Linked DNA regions of Mus musculus: region 2 is linked to region 1. A link is a contact called in public Hi-C data. All regions are on one chromosome and are shown on one strand. Each heading gives the region's core, a stretch centred on a gene start, on an enhancer-like site or on the middle of the called end of the contact. The rest is flanking DNA. Distances are from core to core; before and after follow the strand shown. Region 1 has its middle 41 kb from the start of Gm24982. Region 2 has its middle 24 kb from the start of Gm45999.

The links. Hi-C and Micro-C count contacts between places; a contact is called where the count stands out from the background.
Region 2: a Hi-C map of the N1E-115 cell line shows a contact between it and region 1, with 3 times the contacts expected there. The contact joins two enhancer-like sites. A contact is called at or near these places in 1 of 15 datasets of contacts at CTCF or cohesin (stem cell-derived epiblast-like cells), 3 of 484 Hi-C or Micro-C datasets (the HL-1 cell line, the N1E-115 cell line and cerebral cortex), 3 of 115 datasets of contacts at active chromatin or transcription factors (acute myeloid leukemia, astrocytes and stem cell-derived neural progenitor cells) and 1 of 9 other capture datasets (embryonic stem cells).

The regions. Positions count from the first base shown.
Region 1 is chr7:114,871,373-114,875,651 of GRCm38.p6, reverse strand. No RefSeq gene overlaps it. Among named protein-coding and RNA genes, the nearest start is that of Gm24982, 41 kb to the right of the region's middle. Within about 2 kb of position 1,296, at least 28 of the 459 cell types and tissues checked have an H3K27ac peak or open chromatin away from gene starts, as enhancers often do. A contact at or near this core is called in the N1E-115 cell line, where this site is marked.
Region 2 is chr7:115,371,847-115,375,942 of GRCm38.p6, reverse strand. No RefSeq gene overlaps it. Among named protein-coding and RNA genes, the nearest start is that of Gm45999, 24 kb to the left of the region's middle. Within about 2 kb of position 2,277, at least 15 of the 459 cell types and tissues checked have an H3K27ac peak or open chromatin away from gene starts, as enhancers often do. A contact at or near this core is called in the N1E-115 cell line, where this site is marked.

The sequences.
Region 1 (4,279 bases), core at 47-2,546:
ATTAAAGAAAGTGTGAACAAAGATGAGGAGAAGGGGGAAATAAGGATCAGGAAAAGAAAAAAGAAAAAAATGTAAACACTGACTATCTCAGGGCGGTGAGACGCTCGCTGTAAGACCGTCTTTCTGGACTTTAATTTCTAAATTCTCTATATGTAATATGCTTTGTGTTCATGATAATACAGTGTTAACTCTAAGAAAAAGTTAGTTCTGCATGGTCTGCAATGACACATGAGGAATTAATTGAAATGCATTCTATCATCGATGGACAGGGCAGTTCCCACAGCCTAGGCCATGGAGCCTTTCCCTAGACAGCCTGAGGAGAAGCGAAAGGAACACAAATGAAAATAACCATAGGTCATTCCACTTCCCAGACCATGGCCTAACCAGAAAGCATGTGCCCAAATAATCATGAGATCCCCCCACTGCCTGGCAAAGCTCTGACCAGGCAGAACCTCAGAAACTTGATAGGTCCCAGAGACGAAAGTTCCAAATCCCTGCAAAGAGTTGAGAGCTGTTGGCCTGGCCACTGCTCTGGGTGGTCTTGTTGCCCACTTGCACTCCCCTCCTTAAGTACACCGATCTTCTTGTCACCCATTTCCATCCTTTGTCACCTCCATGCAGCAGCTTCCTGTCTCAACAGTTACCCTTGAAACTGGCTCCCACACCTGTGGGACACCTCTGATCTGAGTTGCTCACTAGGGTCTGCATCAGGACCATGCCCTCCCTGCCCCTGAACACTTTACATCCACTGATGATATGATTCAGTGACAATAAAGGGGCTTAAGGGCAGAGGCGTTCTAATCAGAGTGCCCTGTTCAAAGTCAGCTCTAACCCTAGCTGTGTGATGTTGACCTAACCCTTGGACATATCTGTACCTATGCTCACTACTCTGCAAGGTGGTGATATTGCGCAACCATTGCCACCTCAGAGGCCAGCAAGGAGGATCAAGGTCTCACCTGAGGATGAGGAGGCCTCTCTGCTTTGTTTTTATGAACAAAAAGTAAGGAGCTTCTAAAACTCCCTCATTGGCTGACTTTGAGATTATAGTTAAAAAAAAAAAAAAAAAAAAAAAAAAAAACTCCCTCAGATCTTGGTCCCCCACCACCCCACCTAGGAATTGTTCATTAATTTTTCGTTCTAAAGACAGCAGAACAATTTGCATCTTTTTTTCCCAGAGAAATTCCAGAGGGACAGTGAGAGACAAAGTGAGAGAGGGGCAGAGAAAGAACAGTGGCAGAGAAAAGAGAGAGAGAGAGAGAGAGAGAGAGAGTGGGGACACACAACAGATTGGAGCTGCCAGGCTGGCAGCAGGAACGAAGCCTCGGAAAACATGCTCACTTGCCAGCTGGGTTTCGCCAGCGAGGTTGGTTTTTTGAGTGGTTTTTTTTTTTTTTTTTTTTAATTTTCTTTTTCATTTGTGTTCACACTTCCCCCTCTTGTGGCTCATAAGAAAATCACAGGTACTGTTTTGCTCTCAAAACTTAGGGATGCGCCTGGCTAAATGGAGCTAAGCAAAGGTAACTAGGTCAAACTCTACTTGAATTACAGAATAGAGGTGGCGGGGGGGGGGGGGGACCAGGCTATGTTATATACATGACCCAGCCCCCAGATCTTTCTCCAAATGTCATGTGAGCAGAGGGAACCTCTAAGTCTCATCTTCAAAATGAAAGAACAGCTCCAAGAGACTCAAAAAGCCACAACCTCCAAGGAAGACCCCCCAAGAGGCTTAAAGAGCTACTGCGATAGAGTCATTTAGGGACAAGCCAGCAGAGAGACAGATGATATGTACAAGCAATACCCAAAAGAGAACTGATCCTTTATTGCTATACTTAAACCATGCTGAAGCCAGCTTATACCAGTTGGTTACACTGTCATGGATACCCAAAGTGCCCTTTCTTCAAAGGGTTGAATAAATGTTACTTTTCATCATGCCTTCTGGCATGTCTTCCCCAAGCCCTTACCTCTAGAGGATATATGCTGTCCTTTCCCTCTCTGACATCCCTTATCTCGTTTCCTAAAGCAGCCCCAGCCTGCTCTGCTTTCTGTTTGCAATTATGTTTGCTGTGGCCCCACCCTCCCCTAGGGATGAAAGGGAAAAATCTGGGCTTCCTGCAACTCCAGGGATCCAGCCCCCTGTAAGGAATGTGTGCAGTAGCATTTCATAAGTGTGAGTCATCCACACATACAGCTCGATCCCATAACAGACAGAAGAGGAGAGGTTGTGTCTAAAGCCAGGGCAATCTCATAAATAAATAAATAAATAAATAAATAAATAAATAAATACCATCTTTCCCTGAGCACTCTGCAATGGCAGGCATCTATGCTAAATCATAGCCCACCTGTACTTCAGTGATCCCTGCAATTTATCTTTAAATGTTTCAAAATGAGGACTGATGGACATAGGAAGGAAGGGAGGAAGGGAGGAAGGAAGAAAGGAAGGAAGGAAGGCAGGAAGGAAGGAAGGAAGGAAGGAAGGAAGGAAGGAAGGAAGGAAAGGAGGGAGGGAGGGAGGGAGGGAGGGAGGGAGGGAGGGAGGGAGGGAGGGAGGAGGAAGGAAGGAAGGAAGGAAGGAAGGAAGGAAGGAAGGAAGGAAGGAAGGAAGGAAGGAAGGAAGGAAGGAGAGAAAAAGGAAAGGAAGGAGAGAAAAAGGAAAGGAAGGAAAGAAAAAGGAAAGGAAGGGAAGAAAAAGGAAGGAAGCAAGGAAGGAGGAAGAAGGGAAAAACAAGAGAAGTTTGGGAAGATGAAAAACAGGAAGGAGAGGGAGGAAGAAGGAGAGGAGGCCTAATGGACAGTAACAATTCAGCTGCAGGATCCATGGCTATCCATACCCACTGGACTTTTCTTTATATCTTTATCAGTTTTTCACTATTTCAAAGACAAAAAAGTTAAGATAAATCCAAAATCAGCTGTATTTAAGACAGCTTACAACAAAAATACAAGTCCAAATGAGCTTTTCATTCCAGAGCACAAGTGGGCTTTAGGGCTTCTAAACAAAACATAAGTGAGTATACGTTCTGTGAGTGCGTGTTTTTCTAGGAAGATAATAGTTACAGCTTTTATCAAAACATTGCAGATTTGTAAGTCCTGTATCCTCCGAAGTGTTAAAAATAGCGACTCACAGAGAGACAAAAGACTTGCTATTAGGGAGTCAACAGTTGTAGAAGGATAGATTGAACCAGTCAAATGTCAGAGACAAGAAATGGCTTGGAAAGGATTCAGCCTCGACATTTCCCACCCCATCCGCATAGGAAAGGCAAGCCTAAAGAGAGCTCGGTGAGATTGACTTCAGCAATGTAACATATCACTGATTCCTAAATAACTAGGACCGCAGTGATTTTCTTATGTCATGGGGCCTCCCTGTCTCCTGCAAAAGCCGTTCTGAAAACCATTTCCAGACAACAATGGCCATCTTGTCAGCTCTCGTAGACAAGGGCATGCATCTTTATTTGAAACCAGATGAACGCATTCTCACAGGGCTGATTGCAGAGGAAGCTTTGTAGGGCAGGTTTGAGGCGCATCACGGGACCACAGATATTCTCAGCTGTAAGATAGAGGGAGCGGGCCACTAACTAAGATTGATGGACAGTGCCAGCCCTGGCAGAGCAAACACAATGCTGGGATGGCCAAGTGGGGGAAGAAAATTAGTTTGCAAGATTAGAACATATTAACACAAGTCAGACAACTGTCATGTCACAGCTCCTCACCGTAATGCTGATTGGCAGGCAAGCATTTCTGATTCTGATGGTCATGGAGGCGAAGCGTCTGCAATCTGTCTCGCATGACATTCCACTAGCTGGCAAGTAACCGCTGATAGAGAAGTCAGCTTTTCTTAGAAATCTGTCCCCTTGAGTCTTGTTTGTCAGAACCCCAGGCCAAAGGTACTTGGTGAGGTGGGACAAAGCAGAGTAGATATCCTAGCTATCAACAGCATCAGCTGCCAAAAATAAGGAGGCTTTCTGAACTTTGTTCAATAAGTGCTATCGGACAACTCATAGACCTGGTACTGGGCTGGTAAGGGCAGAAAGATACAAGAGACAAGGCCCCAGCCCCAAGGAGGGTCTTACATCACCAGAGAACCCTGACCTACATATATGGTCAAGTTCAGTAATGAAGCAAAGCAGGCCAGTGTTAGTAGTGGACCCATGATTGAACCTCATCTGGTTAACTCCAATAAATGCCACCATCTTGTCTCCATCACTCCTCTCTGAACTCCAGATAAACATATTTATTGTCATTAATATTAAGCTAGAGAAGTTGGAAAGCAGTCATGATGCGCTGA
Region 2 (4,096 bases), core at 1,028-3,527, 500 kb before region 1:
GACACTACTGGCCAGGAGTAGCTGCACAGCAGACAGGCAGGAAGACATTCTCAGCATATCAGGTCCCAAAGCCTGTGATTTCACAACTTCCTAGAGTGGCAGAGGAAGCTGGGCCCTCCGTGACAGTTGAGCCCAATTTCCTCAGTGTGCAAGTAGGGAAACTGAGGCTCTGAAAGCACATGTCCTCACTCCGAATTACAATGAGCAGCAAAGAGAACCAGGCTTAGAAGCCATGACTGTCGATCCTGATGATTCTAATATACCTAAAAGACTTGAGTGAGCATCAGAGCCTTTGGATTCATTCATTCATCTGCTCACTCATCCAACCCAGATTCCTCATTGGAAATGAAGACTCTTCCCAAGACTCACACACCATCTCCCCAATTGCTGTCTTATCTAAAACAGACAGCCTGTTTCTCAATACGTATTTAGACTGCTTTGCCCTGACATCACATCTTTATTCTATAATATATTTAGTTCTCTGTCATCTCAACTAGAATTAAGACTCACAGAGGCAAAGGCTTGAGTTTTCTTTTTCCTTTCTTTTTTTTTTTTCACTTCTTTTATTGGATATTTCCTTTATTTACATTATTTACATTTCAAATGTTATTTCCTTTCCCAGTTTTCCCTCTGGAAACCTCCTCCCCCACCCCTCCCCCTTCTTCTATGAGGATGCTCCACTACCTCCCCACCCACTCCCACCTCCCCCCACCTGGCACTCCCCTACACTGGGGCATTGAGCCTTCTTCACAGGACCAAGGACCTCTCCTCCCATTGATGTCCGACAAGGCCATCCTCTGCTACATATGCAGCTGGAGTCATGGTTTGCTCCATGAGTAGTGTACTCTTTGGTTGGTAGTTTAGTCCCTGGGGTATCTGGTTGGTTGATATTATTGCTCTTCCTATGGGGTTGCAAACCCCTTCAGCTCCCTCAGTCTTTTCTCTAACTCCTCCATTGGGGACCCTGTGCTCAGTCCAATGGTTGGCTGCAAGCATCCGTCTCTGTATTTTTCAGGCACTAGCAGAGCCTCTCAGGAGACAGCTATATCAGGCTCCTGTCAGCAAGCACTTCTTGGCATCCACAATAGTGTCTGGGTTTGGTGACTGTATACGGGATAGATCCCCAGATGGGGCAGTCAAGAAGTATCCTTAGTGTCTGAAACAATGATCACAAAAATATGCATTCTATAGAACTTGTTGAATGAATGAATGGATGGATGGATGGATGGATGAGTTAGTGAGGATCTGCCAAGGGGAGATCCAATCTTTTGAAGAATGACATGCCTTAGTGGCTGTGGCAGATTCTAGAACAGCAGAAGGGAACATGTACACTGGGTAGATGATCGGCTGTGTGTGCTGCTGTGTCATGGCAGCACGTGATAACAACAGTCACTGGGAACTTTGAGGAAAGTTTAGATACCCCTCTGTTTTGTTTCCATGAAGTAGCCAGCAAGACAGTCTGCTAGGGTCCAAAGAGTCTCCTTTCCAGACCCCTCTTAGGGAGCGAAGCCAAGGAATGAATTGAGACTTCCTGGGGCAGCAGGAACTTGGGGCTGAGCTCCATTTGTTATCTCCGCCAATGACAGGCTGCTCTCCAGTGATGTCATCTGAGCCTCTGCAGACCTTTCTGCCAGGAGCCCACTAACTGGAAATGACATCAGCCCCCAGCAAAGTGACTTGTGCTCTCAGCAGACACGTCCCGCTGATCCCTGTCTGGGGCTCATCTCCCCGCCTACCTGGAAGGCTTCTGCCTGGCACTTTGGCAAACAAAGAGGCATTTGAGAGGGAATTAAACTGACTTTAACAGATAGCCCCAAAGTGTTTCCCAACACATTGATGCTCACATTGAATTATAGGTGCTAATAAAGCTGTCACAGCCTTGGCATAGGAGCCAAACCCAAGCTGAAAGGTCCCTGGGAAATGATGAGAATTCCGCAGGGCCTGCAAAGTCACTACTTGGCCCAGCAGGAGATTCAAATACGCAGTACCAGGCCAGGAAAGAGCTGAAGTCACCCATCCAGCCCCACTCCCTGCTGACTGCCCCCACGGTTCTTATGGCCCTCCAGCAGGAGGCAGCTTTGCTCAGGTTCTCTCCCATTGGCAGGAAACTGTCTCTCCAGATACAATAACTGCATTTTCATTGACCAAGCCTGGTACTCTTCAACTCCTCTCTGGTTTTCATCGTTACCTCATTCTGGTAGGTAAGGGTCCTTTGGTCACCCTCCCTCATGGCCACAGCCACAGTCTTGTCAGCAGTGGCTGATATCCACTATTTATCTGAAACATGGGGCTGGATTCTTAAACACGTGAGTGACAGGTGTTTAAGTCAATCTGGTTTAAGTATGAAATCAATGAGAATATTTCTCCCCTAGGTCAAGTGCCGAGGAGACACACATATTTACAAAATCAATCATTGGCCTCTACACTGAAGAGTGAAGGCAACCAACATCCAGGATGTGTCACCTGAAGGTGCAGCTGGAGCAAGGACTCCATATGAGGCTGAGAATTTGTCTCCTTTTATCTCCCAGAGTGACATTTGTTTGTGGTGCCTCCTTCTCAGGGTAATTCAGTCCCACTCGCATGAATAGCCCTTGACCCCAGCAGCCCAGCAAGGCCAGTAGAAAGAGTTTCTCTTCTGTAGCCTTTCAGAGAAAGCTTATTTGTGAGGCTTCTTGGGTCACCTCGAAGCATACATCTTGCCCTCAATCAGTCACCCGGACACAGGAGTGAAGCCCTCTCATTGGCTGAGCTGGAGACTATGTGTTTCTCCTATGGCTAGATGGGGGTAGGATTCATCTCATTCAAGCCAGGTTAACTAAGAGTCTGGCAGCAGGGACTCCTCAGCTGGTGTGAACATTGCTACCTGCTGTGTTTTGGATATAAACTTCTTTGATGGTAGACAGTGTGGAGCCTTAGGAAGTAGATGGAGCCCTGCTTGAGGGAGTGGGTCACCAGGAGGGCCTGGAGGGTTCATTGTCCAGTCCTACTTCCTGTCTGCTCTCTGTCTCCTGACTACAGATATAGAATCTGTCTACAGATATAGAATACACACACACACACACACACACACACACACACACACACACACACACACACACACACAGAGAGAGAGAGAGAGAGAGAGAGAGAGAGAGAGAGAGCTGCCTCACAGCCCTGCTCCCATGCCTTCCTCTGTATAACAGACTGCATCCCTTCCTAAACCACAAGTCAAAATGAACCCTTTCTTAGGTTGCAGTCTTGTCCCAGCAATGAGAAAAGTGACTGCCATACTACCCAAAGAAGAAGGCTTAAAGGTGAAGCTATAAAAGCCGGTCCTTGTTGCTTTTCCTGCAAACTCTTGTACTTTTTCAGGATTTCTGCTTTAACCTCCTGTGCCCTTCCTTATGACGTTTGACCTGGAGAAATTGCCTTCCCAGGGCCAGACTTCGCTTCCCCATCAGAAGCATAGGGTTCAGTCTTGCCTTTGCTTGACACCACTACCACACTTTTCCTAAGGTTCGAGACTCTTCCTGTGCTCATCAAGGCTGACTTCTCCCCAGTTCTCCTGACCTTGGCCTTGGGAAGGATGAGAAAATCTGCAGAGATGAACTAGATAGACTCAGAAGAAAGAGCAGCAGAATCCACTGTGTCTCAGAATCTCGAAAAGAAGTATTCCATAGATGCTGACCACCATAGTGCCTCCCATCTGTCCGGTTGCTGCCCTTGGCATGTGTTCCCATGTCATAGCATTGCTTCAAGCTTTGAGAGGTTTCTATGTGTGTGTGTGGGGGGGGGGCAGGGCGGGGGCGGCTGGTTCAGAAAGTCATGCTAAACCACACCTGAGTGTCCTGACTCCCCTTCCTCCCTAGTTTTCCTACTTGTGGTAGTGAGTAGACGTGCATTTCACGGCCCCCTCAAGCATCTTACAGAGACACCATTATTGCTTTATTTGATGATGTGTAGCCTGAGGCACAGCAACCTAAGTGGCTTGTTCTTCTCTGGGCTTTATCTAACTTTTATATTCTCTTTATCTGCTCTCTCAAAAACTGTGTACATCTTTTATTTAAATTTACTCCCTTGTTTTAGGTAGAGAGAGAGAGAGAGAGAGAGAGAGAGA